Regions from separate parts of the Triticum aestivum genome. Here region 1 is linked to region 2. A link is a contact called in public Hi-C data. All regions are on one chromosome and are shown on one strand. The core of a region is the stretch at or near the end of the contact, and the rest is flanking DNA. Distances in the headings are between cores, read along the strand shown. Region 1 holds the start of LOC123068886 (protein indeterminate-domain 7). Region 2 overlaps LOC123068885 (transcription factor IIIB 60 kDa subunit).

Region 1 (5,114 bases), core at 2,048-4,547, 300 kb after region 2:
TTATATTTAATACTGCTATATAAGGTGAGCATGCTCCTATATAAAATAAAAAAGATGCATAGTTTAGGATGCCTTGACTCTTGTATATTTATCAATTAATGTAGTCGAGTAGGCAATATTTGAGATTAAATGTTGATATGGGGACTGGGGAGCAACCTATATTTTCAGCTCTGCTTCCAATCGAATATGCAAACATGTGTCTTACAATCTTAAATTAAACAAGACATGCTAACAAAAAAGTTTAGATGCTCTGATGAACTCTAAAAAAATGGCAACAGGGCACCATGGAGTGCGCATTTTACACATTCAACGGGAGTGTTTTCTTTAACTGTAATATGCAGATGTGAGTTCATTTTTAGAGTACTTGGTTGACAAATGCTCCCAAATGTAGTATTTTTTTATGACATGCATTAACAGTACACATGGTGTTTGAAATAGGATTACTCTTGAATAGTCTAACTGTAAGTCTGACGTCGTACAACAGTATATCAGCATTCAGAATCATTCGCTAGTAAACAGAACAGTGGTAAACGTTAATTCATCTCATAAACTGCTTATCTACCCAAATAAACGACATGAGCACTGGTAGTAACATATGTATGTAAAGAACGGCTAAATCATCTTTATTATTACAACAGAGACATGCATGGATTAATTATGATATATAGCATGAACAAGAATTTATTTATATATATAGCAAGTGAATTGAAGAGCTCATTCCTCCCCAAAAGAAGATAAAATGAGTGGCAAGCAAAATGAAAGAACTTGATTTTGCTTTATCGGCCGGAAGGCTGAATCCAACTTACTGATCGGTATGATTAACCTTGAAGTAGTATATGATCGAGCAATGCCGGACGCTTGATGATGTTTTTAGTCCATTGCATGCCGCAGCAAATCATCAAACTTGGATATGGTTCGGTTCATCAATGGTGAGCTTAGCCAGCTAATTGCGAGGTTGATTACTAGCCATGCCATGGGTTGCTGCTCTGCGGCCCTTGCTGATCGTACGCCGCCCTCGCCGAGGCCGACGTGGGCATGCAGGGATCGAAGCCTCCCATGCTGAGTATGTCGCCGTGGGAGAAGGCCCGCAGACCCAGGAAATCCCTCGTGAGGCCGTCGTTTGCGCCTCCGGCATTGCCTCTACCTGCGCCGCCGACGCCGGCATTGCCGGCATTACGATTGGCACTGGGCCTCTGGTCCACTCCGAAGTGAGCCGGCGCCTCGAACGCGTGCCCGAATCCCACGCCGACGGTGCTTGTCGCCGCGCTGCTACTAGTAGCGGCAGCAGGTGCATTGTTGGTGACGTTGGTGATGGCGGCGCTGCTGCTACTGCTGAAGGTGCTCGCTGCCATCTGGCCTTGGCCTGACGGCCGGCTCAGCGTTGCACCCATCTGCGCCGCCTTCTGGAGCAGCGCGGTGGCCGACATGTGGGATGAGGCCGTCGCCCCGGCCGCTGACGGGGCCGCAGACGACGAGGGAAATGACGCAAAGCTCATGCCCACAGGCTGCGTGCTGCTCTCCGGCGTGGAGCTCGCGTTGAACTCCTGTTCCATCCTGGCCGTCCCAAACATGGCCTGGGCGCCCTCGCCGGCCATCTCCAGCTGCTGCTGCTGCTGCTCCGATAGCCACGGCTGCGCGAACTGCTGCTGCTGCTGTTGCTGCTCCCGCTCCCTCTTGAGGCACAATTCTTGGATCAGCCCGTGGCCGCCACCGAGCGAGCTCGACGGGTCCATCACGGCCGGCATCTGAAACCCCGCGCCGCCGCCACCGTGCGAGTAGAGCATCCCCGGATGCTGGTGCTCCTCCACGGCCACGGCCACCGCCCTCGCGCTCTCCTCCGCCAGCGCGTCGCAGAACGCCCTGTGCGTGATGAAGCTGTCCCGCCTGCAATTAATCAACGCATGCACGCACACGCACACATCGTCAGCGTGTCATGCATGGCCATGGCAGTGCCGCAGTGGCATGAGCGCGGAAGACGGAGGAGAAGAAGAGTGAGGCCGGAGGAGAGAGAGAGACGTGCCTTGAGAAGAGCGTGCCGCAGTCGCATCGGTACTCGCGGGTGCCGCAGACCTTAGAGTGGGCCTTCCAGTCGGACTGCACGGCGTAGCGCTTGGCGCACTTGTCGCACTTCCACTTCTTCTCGCCGTGCTTGCGGCTGAAGTGCTTCTTGATGCCGGTGAGGTCGCCGAGCGCGCGGGAGCGGTCGTGGTGGACGCACCCGGGCTCCGGGCACACGTACACCTTCTTGCGCACCACCTCGTTGGGGTTCCGCTGCTTGAGCTTCCAGGGGAGGTTGTGGCCGCGCCGGTGCAGCTGCAGGTTCTGGTCCCGCTGGAACCCCTTGCCGCAGATCTCGCACACGTACCGGTTCGTCGCCATGAGCGCACGCGGCGACAGCGCGATCACCTCCGCGTCAGGGTCTATACCGCAAAACGAATTGATCGATGGATGAAATCCTCTAAATCAAGAATCAAATAACCAAGAACAGCATATAGTCGATCAGAAGGAGAATTCACCTGGATTTCCCGGGAGGCTGCGCTTCTTCTTGGAAGGAGGCGGGAGGGGGTGGGAGGAGACGCTGGTCTGGTCGCCGGAGGCGGAGGTGAGGTTCGACATGTTCTCGTCGGCGGCGAGGGCCAGCTGCTGCTGCTGCTGCTGCTGAATTGCCGCGAAATCCTTGAGCATCATCTCGATCCTCTCTTCTCTCCCCTCGATCGATCAACCAGCTAGCTAGCTGCTGCCGAATTCCTGATCAGCAGGACATACGCACACGGATCAGATCTCGCGGGCGGGCGATCTGATCATGTGAGCCTGACCTGACGGCAGCTGCTGCATGCGGTGGTGGTACTTGCAGATTTGCAGCAGTTGCACTACCCACGCCCAGCCGCGGTGGGGACGCCTCTCTCCCTGAATCCTGATGCTGGGACTAGTAGTAGCACCACAGCAACTTGCTAGGCTCGCTGATGTGGAACCATGGAGGCGGCTACTGTGAGCAAGAACCGAGGTAGCCGATCGACTGAGCTATCGGAGCAACCGGCCGACGAGCAGCGCTGCGCTGGGAGCTGGTAGAGTGGGGCTGAAGGAAGGAGCTAATAAGCTATGCCAACCAGGTAGGAGGAGTCAGCCAAGCTAAGACTAGGGTTGATTGCTAGGGGGAGAGAGAGAGATGCGGATGGATGAGGGAGGCAGGCGCAAGTGTGCGGCCATCCACCCATTCCATGCCCGCAATCACACTGTACTCCCACACTACTCTCCCTCTCTCTCTCTCTCTCTAAAAACAAACAGGAGCCGGCCCACACGGGGCGCCGGGGCCGCTGTCTTTTCCGTTGGCCTCGCTCTCTCTATATCTCTCGTGTGACTTCTGATGCACCGGGCTCGAGAAATCCCCTCCGCTGTACCTTCTGCCACTGCTCACTAATCCCATTCCCATTCCGCGCCCTATGCAGGGGATTACTAATAATGAATGGTGGTGATCTTGCTCCATGCCATGCCGTGGTGGGTTCAGCCGTGCCGTGCCGTGCTGTGGTGGCGGCAACAGTGCTACAGGCCTGGAATTGTGGATCTTGAATCCTTGTGCGACGCCTTTTTCTCAAAGGAGTGTGTGTGTGGAGCAAATTATTTAGGTACCGTCGAAACAGAAAGTTATATCTTTATTTCACAGTATTCAGGGGCTGCTATTTCTGTATGGTTAGGTGAGTGCATCTCACCGTAACAGGAGGAGTGTTTTCTTTCTTGGAACAACTCTAATGGGGCGATCCATTTTGTCCGCGACCGTCCGTCTGAGTCGGCGCGGACAGAAAAGACGGCCCAACACGCTGACCCAAACGGACGCGCGTCCGTTTTTCGTTCGAGGACGACCCATTCTCGGCCCATTTTTGAGCCTGATTTGCATCGTCGGGGACACGCGACGGACGCGCGCGCGGTCGCCTACTCCTGTCCCTGGGCCCGCTGGTCTGTGGCACATTGGCCTCCCTCCTCCCCTCCCCGTCAACAAGCAACTCACGCCCCCCGCCTCCTCCGTCACCGACGCCGCCGCCCATTTTTGCGGCGACTCTTCCTCCAGTTGCCGCTCCACATCCGCCTAGCAACGCCGCCCCTGTCCCTAGTCGCGCGCCGCCGCCGGGGAGCAAACTGGTTTCCGCCGCCGCTTCCCCCACCGCACAGCCGCCCAAGAATAAGAAGACGCCTCGCCGCCCCTGCCACATACGACCGGCACGCTCGTCGGACACCGGCCGGGCAGCTAGCTGGTCTGTGCGCGCCGCGTGTTCCCTCGCCGGCAGTCTCCTTCTTCGACGCCCGCAAGCTGTTCGACAGTTTGCCAAGGTACGAAAATGGACTCCGCCGACGAGTTCTTTTTCCACAATTTCATTTGCGACTCCGACAATTCGTCGTCCGATGACGAGGAGGAGATATTGGCTGCCGTGTTGGTCCATCACCACCTCAACAACCAGCGACCGTTGTTCCGTGGCTCAATTCCGGGCCACCTTCCGGCGTTGAATCGTAACCGAGAGAGCGGGCATTTCCTTCTCTGGAAGGACTACTTGAAACATTTTTTTTATTTGGCCCACTATACTATTTATTTGGGCGGACTATATTTTCATTTCACAATATGTTGAATGCAATGCAAAATTGGGCGGCCGGCCGGCCACGCCTGCATATATGGGTCAGTGCGTTGGGCGCGTTGCCGACCCATATAAAAAATAGGACGGACACCGGACGGGCGGCCGACCCAAACAGACAAAAAGCGGACGAAATCGCCGTCCATTTGGGTCGGCCCGTTGGAGTTGCTCTTATCATCAGCTATTTTTTTTTCTCCACGTCATGCTTTCCGAATCTCACAATCGGCAAAGTGTTTCCTATCTTATCCGCCTTCTGAATATCCAGCCAAAATGTTTCGTTCAGGGCTATTAAAGGATTTTTCTAGGACTAGAGGCTCCTTTGATTTAGAGGATTTGTATAGGAATTTGGATTTTTATAGGAACAAAAAAGTCATGGAAAATGAGATGACATGTATCTCAAATTTTATGAATAGGAATAGAAAAAGATGATGTCATTTCATTCACATCATATGATTCTCTTCATTGAGTCGAGGTTAATATTTATTTTCTATAAAT
Region 2 (5,765 bases), core at 2,646-5,145:
TCTAAAGGCACTACCTCGAACTAGAGAAATTCATGGAAATACCATTCGGCATGGTACATTTCCAGATGTTTTTGTAGGCAATGCTCTGGTTGATACTTATGCAAAATGTGGTTCAATGAAGGATGCGGTAAAGGTTTTCAATATGATGGAAATCAAAGATGTTGTTTCTTGGAATGCAATCGTGACTGGCTACTCCCAAAGTGGGAACTTTGAGGCAGCCTTTGAGATTTTTAAGAATATGCGCAAGGAAAACATCTCAGCAGAAGCCAAATTCTGTCACAATCATCTCTGTGCTGTCTGCTTGTGCTTCCTCGGGGGCATACTCTCAGGGTATGGAAACTCATGCCTACTCTCTGAAGAATTGTCTTCTATCTTTGGATAACCATTTTAGTGGTAATGGCGATGATGAGGATCTCATGGTGCACAATGCATTAATAGATATGTACTCAAAGTGCAGAATCTTCAGAGCTGCACGTTCTATATTTGATTCTATACCCCGAAAGGAACGTAATGTGGTGACTTGGACTGTGATGATAGGTGGTTATGCACAATATGGGGACTCAAATGATGCCCTCGAGCTTTTCTCACAGATGGTCTTGAAACCACACGCAGTTGCTCCAAATGCATTTACGGTTTCCTGCATTCTGATGGCCTGTGCACATCTGTCAGCCCTGCGTGTTGGTAAGCAAATCCATGCTTATGTGGTTCGTCAACATCAATATGAAGCATCTACATACTTTGTGGCAAACTGTCTTATTGACATGTACTCAAAGTGTGGTGATGTCGATACAGCTAGGTATGTATTTGATGGCATGTCACAAAGGAATGACATTTCATGGACATCAATGATGGCAGGATATGGGATGCATGGTCGTGGCAATGAGGCCCTGGAAATATTTGACAAGATGCAAATGGCAGGCTTTGTTCCTGATGATATATCATTCCTGGTTGTTCTATATGCTTGCAGCCATTCTAGAATGATTGATCGAGGCCTGGATTACTTTGACAGCATGAGCAGAGACTACGGTGTGGCTGCCAGTGCAGAGCATTATGCTTGTGTCATTGACTTGCTGGCCCGCTCCGGGCAGATAGATAGGGCATGGAATATGGTCAAGGACATGCCAATGGAGCCTACTGCAGTAGTCTGGGTTGCATTGCTTAGTGCCTGTAGAGTACATTCAAATGTAGAACTTGCTGAATATGCTCTTAACAAGCTAGTCGAGATGAATGCAGAGAATGATGGATCTTACACGCTCATCTCCAACATATATGCTAATGCAAGGCGTTGGAAGGATGTAGCCAGAATCAGAAACCTGATGAAGAACTCCGGGATTAAGAAGAGGCCCGGTTGTAGTTGGGTCCAGGGTAAGAAAGGAACTGCGTCTTTCTTTGTTGGAGATCGATCGCATTCTCTATCCCCTCAGATTTATGCCCTTCTGGAGAGACTGATTGATCGCATCAAATCTATGGGTTATGTCCCTGAGACAAATTTTGCACTCCATGATGTCGACGATGAGGAGAAAAATAACCTTCTTGCTGAGCACAGCGAGAAGCTTGCTCTCGCATATGGCCTCCTCACAACTTCCCCTGGATGTCCAATAAGGATCACAAAGAACCTGCGCGTTTGTGGTGATTGCCACAGTGCTTTCACCTACATCTCAAAGATTGTTGACCATGAGATCATTGTGCGGGACTCCAGTCGCTTCCATCATTTTAAGAATGGTGTGTGCTCTTGTGGTGACTATTGGTGATGGCTTCTGAGGCTGAAGCATAAACTGAAAGTGCATTCCAATTGGTTTTTGTACACAGAATGTACTAATGCACTTACCATTCTTTGCTACTGATTATCCAATGAAGAGCTGAATAGTTTCTCCTCGCCATTGCTATTTTCACAAATATTTTACAGTTCTCTTAAGAGGTATCACCTGCAGTCTTCATTTATTATGCTGATTTATATAATCGAAATCTGTATTTTTCTTGAAAAAATATGTTTTTGTCTGTCGATTCAAACGTTTAATTTTTGTCAGACCAAGTTATTAAAATCATCTGGATACATTTCAGAGGTTTATATTTGGTCATTAAAAGGTAAATCAATCATCATTGGTCCAATGCTTGACTGTCGTACCTATCAAAATCATGAAAAATAAGTTACTGCGTACCATTGCATTGGTCCTAAGTTTCTGTTCCAGATAGATTTTGCTCATCATAGGAGGTGTTACAGTGTTATCAGTTGGAAAAAAGAATGTTACAATTTTATTGTGCTAATAATACGAAATCTCAGGTTGCGACAAAAGTACTATTGCAAAATCCATGCTTTGTACTCCTTGCGTAAGCTCGGTCGTCATTCAGCGGCCCTGATGTGCTCCGGTTTGGTTCTGACCTTTTTTTGCCTTAGCGTGCAGTGACTGTTCCCACATTTCGTTCTGAGGGTTTTCATACGCTTCTGAGATAGGAGCATCGACTATGACTCTTTCGGGGTTTTTTTTTAGTGCGATCAAAAGCCAGGTTCCACTATCTCATTCATACGATCAAAAGACAGGTTCCACGTGTTCAAAAAAGAAAAAAGACAGGTTCCACTATCTCAGCGACAAGGGAGCATAGAGTTATCCGTGTTCAACAAAAGAAACTAGGTAGCACCTACTGCTAGCAACTGTCAGTGTTGTGGATCAAAAAGGAACCGAACAAATTTATAAAAAGACACAAGCAACTCAGGGCTTCATTAGAATTTCCAAACTAATTCAACCGACACAGACAGGACCTAGGATCAACAAGGGAAACATACAAATTGTAAGCTCCATTTGGCCTTCTCGACCTGAATCTCCTGGGCATCCCCCCTCGGATATAACTGACCATGTTTAGCAACCTGGATCATCTTATTTCCGGCCAGGGTTATGAATAAAAATCTCCAGAAAAGAAGTATTCTGAATAAAACTGGTCAAATAGTATCGCCTTGCAAAACACAGGGCATGGTGATGGCGTGGCCTCTCAACTGGTTGAGGAAGAAACATCTACCTTTGTTCACAACAGATCAAACAAGTGAGAAAAAACATGTATCCGAAACTTGCTTTGGATATTCAGTAAAGCCCTTATTAGTCCCAGTTAGATTTTTCCAATAATAGTCCAGTTAATCCAAAGCTCATTCTGCTGCACTATAGTCTAGTCGCTCAGTTGGATAAAGTTAAGACATTCCATTTTTGAAAACCAAGCACTTCTGAATATACTTGCATATAATAAGCTCTATGTCTCAGTTATAGATCTGTACCGTTGGGAACGATAAACCTTTAGATTAACAAAGAGAGTTCACATGATTTGGCGATTTTTTGTTGAAAAGGACCCCCCGGCGAACGCAATTGGCAAAAAAAAAACCCTTCAAATAAAAGTGACAAAAAAGACCCCCGGGTCCTGGCGGCGTGGCACCTGCCGCCACGGCGTGAGGTGGCCAGCCCTGCCGCCACTGGACCAGGCGGCAGGCTGTGTGCAACGGCTTTTGGCGCTGCGAACCGAACGGAGACGTATGTGGGCCATTCCGCCACGGGCCAGGCGTACTGTCTCATCAGTCGCAGCAGCAACAGCACGGCTGTTGTTCCCTCCAAAAAAAACTGCATGGCTGTTGGGCGTGCGGCAGCAACAGCGCTGGCAGAACATGAGCAAATTACGCATCGGAGAGGGAATCAAGTCTGTAGCAATCAGTGAGTGTCACGTAAAAATACGAAACACATGGAAATCAATGCCAGAGCAAAAAGACGAGATGAAACGCGCGGGAATCAGACGAATTGACTGCGGAAAACTCGCGTGAGGCTGTCCGGTGGCCAGCAGCAGCAACAGTGGTGCCGCCCCACCCGGTGGCGGCATGGCCCATATCGACTTCCCGTTCCGTCGCCCAGCGCCAGAAGCTGTTGCACACGGCCTGCCGCCTGGCCCGGGGGCGGCAGGGCTGGCCACCTCACGCGGCAGGTGCCACGGTCCAGGGGGTCTTTTTTGTCAATTTTGTCCAGAGGGAGTCTTTTCTGTCAATTGTGTTCGCGAGGGGGTCCTTTTCAACAAAAAAATCTGATTTGGCCCTACCTTTCATCTACGCTATTTTTTTGTCCCTTCCCTTCTCAGCTGACATCAGCAGGATAACATTTCATGGTCTAAATGAATCATCCACTTATGGATAACATTTCACAGTCTAAATGAATCATCCACTTATTCGGGTGCGATGGTTAAGGTATTTACATATGATTAAACTCTTCACGACTTATCATTCGGTATAATTCTCCCAATTTCTCTTTCAATTTAAGAATCCAAAGAAGTGTTTTCCTAGTCATCCTAATTTTTTTTTGTCAACTCAGAGCCCCCATAGTTATATTTCTTTGAGTAATATGAACACCCAATATTAACAAATTCACCAGACCACAACACTAATCTTGTTGTGCGGCGTCCACTAAACTGAAGGTATGCCTTCGATTTAAGGAGGAAAACAGAATTGAATATTGCCATATTGACCAGACCATAGTACAAGATTTGAAGTTAGCGATATAGGAGTACTTCACTGTGCAATGCCTCGGTTAATTGGAACTTCTTTGTGCTACAGAACTCGCCTAAAAAAACAGCTAATATTTTGGTACGGATGTAGTATTAATACATTGTACAAATAAACCCCTTCCGGTTGACCAAGACTTATTTTGTTGAGCTGTTTTCTCAGAATTTTGGTACTATATTAGTAATCAATCCCATCGTAATCCTCGTAGGCTCCAGCATCACCACCATCAGCATAGCCATCGTTGTTGTAATCAGCATAGTCGTAGCCACCTTCTACTGTTTCACCATCACCAGTGTCATGTGCATATTCTCCATCAAATCCCATGTCTCCTTTTTCATTTGCTTCACTAGCTTCATCTTTAGTCTGCTCGCAGTAAGCATAACAAATTAGACCAGATTTTTTTAAAATATGAGTAGCAATTGTAATTTCATGCAGGTGATATTCTAAGCGTAATTTGTAAACAAATAATCAATTAACTTCACAGAACCAGAAAGAACCATAAATTCAGTAACATAAACTCATAAAACATACATTATACAATCCACCAACTGCTTCAACGTTGATTTTTGACCCAAGTCCCTGCAAGAAACAACGTTATATATTAAATGCCAGTTTGTTTGCATGCTTAGCTTAACATGTATTACAATGTTAACAGGACAAGCAATTTTTGGGCGGCTATGGCTGAACAATATGTTCATTACCTTTCGTTTTAACATATTGTATGTTGCTTCCGCTGGTGTTTCAGCAGGTGTTGAGTTCTTCATGTCTTCATTACGTCTCCGTTTCTACATGAAAAATGCATGGGCAATCATGAACTCAATCGAAAATGTTAAGCATACACAGGAGGGTTGTGTTACACTAGTAAGATTTCATACCTTCTGTTGCCCCTCTCCCACGCCCACACCTCTAGCTGCCAATTCAGCTGCTAAAGCTTCCTTTGCGGCTTGTTCCTGTCAAATAAAGCAGAAGACAGTTACACTTACACCCCTTGTGAGAATAAGAACCGTCTAATGCTGCTAGAGTTACAATACCTACCTCTAGGTATTCTTTGTTCATTTCTTCCCAAATTATCTTTTTGTATTGCGTCTCTTCCTCATTGTGAAGATACCCGTCAACCTACCAAATTTAATGGAGAATTAGATATCACAAATAACATATCTGGCCATCTTTCAGGCTCAAAGATTGCAACAAATTAGCCTGAAAAGTGTGCTGAACAGATGGATGGATAAAGGTACCTCCA

The links. A called contact is a pair of places that touch in the nucleus more often than the background predicts.
Region 1: a contact with region 2 is called in a Hi-C map of leaf, with 5 times the contacts expected there. The contact joins the promoter of LOC123068886 here to the enhancer-like site in region 2. A contact is called at or near these places in 2 of 5 Hi-C or Micro-C datasets (both in leaf) and 1 of 1 datasets of contacts at active chromatin or transcription factors (leaf).

The regions. Positions count from the first base shown.
Region 1 is chr3B:107,237,088-107,242,201 of IWGSC CS RefSeq v2.1, forward strand. LOC123068886 (protein indeterminate-domain 7) reads right to left here and starts at 3,298. Exons shown (of 3, transcript XM_044491567.1): 1 at 2,517-3,298; 2 at 2,021-2,420; 3 at 519-1,884. The coding sequence starts at 2,688. The coding sequence ends at 963.
Region 2 is chr3B:106,934,071-106,939,835 of IWGSC CS RefSeq v2.1, forward strand. It overlaps LOC123068885 (transcription factor IIIB 60 kDa subunit), which reads right to left. Exons shown (of 20, transcript XM_044491565.1): 15 at 5,761-5,765; 16 at 5,561-5,641; 17 at 5,401-5,475; 18 at 5,227-5,310; 19 at 5,057-5,104; 20 at 4,466-4,888. The coding sequence ends at 4,703. It also overlaps the pseudogene LOC123068884. Among protein-coding and RNA genes, the nearest start is that of LOC123068885, 13 kb to the right of the region's middle. Within about 2 kb of position 3,896, at least 4 of the 8 cell types and tissues checked have an H3K27ac peak or open chromatin away from gene starts, as enhancers often do. A contact at or near this core is called in leaf, where this site is marked.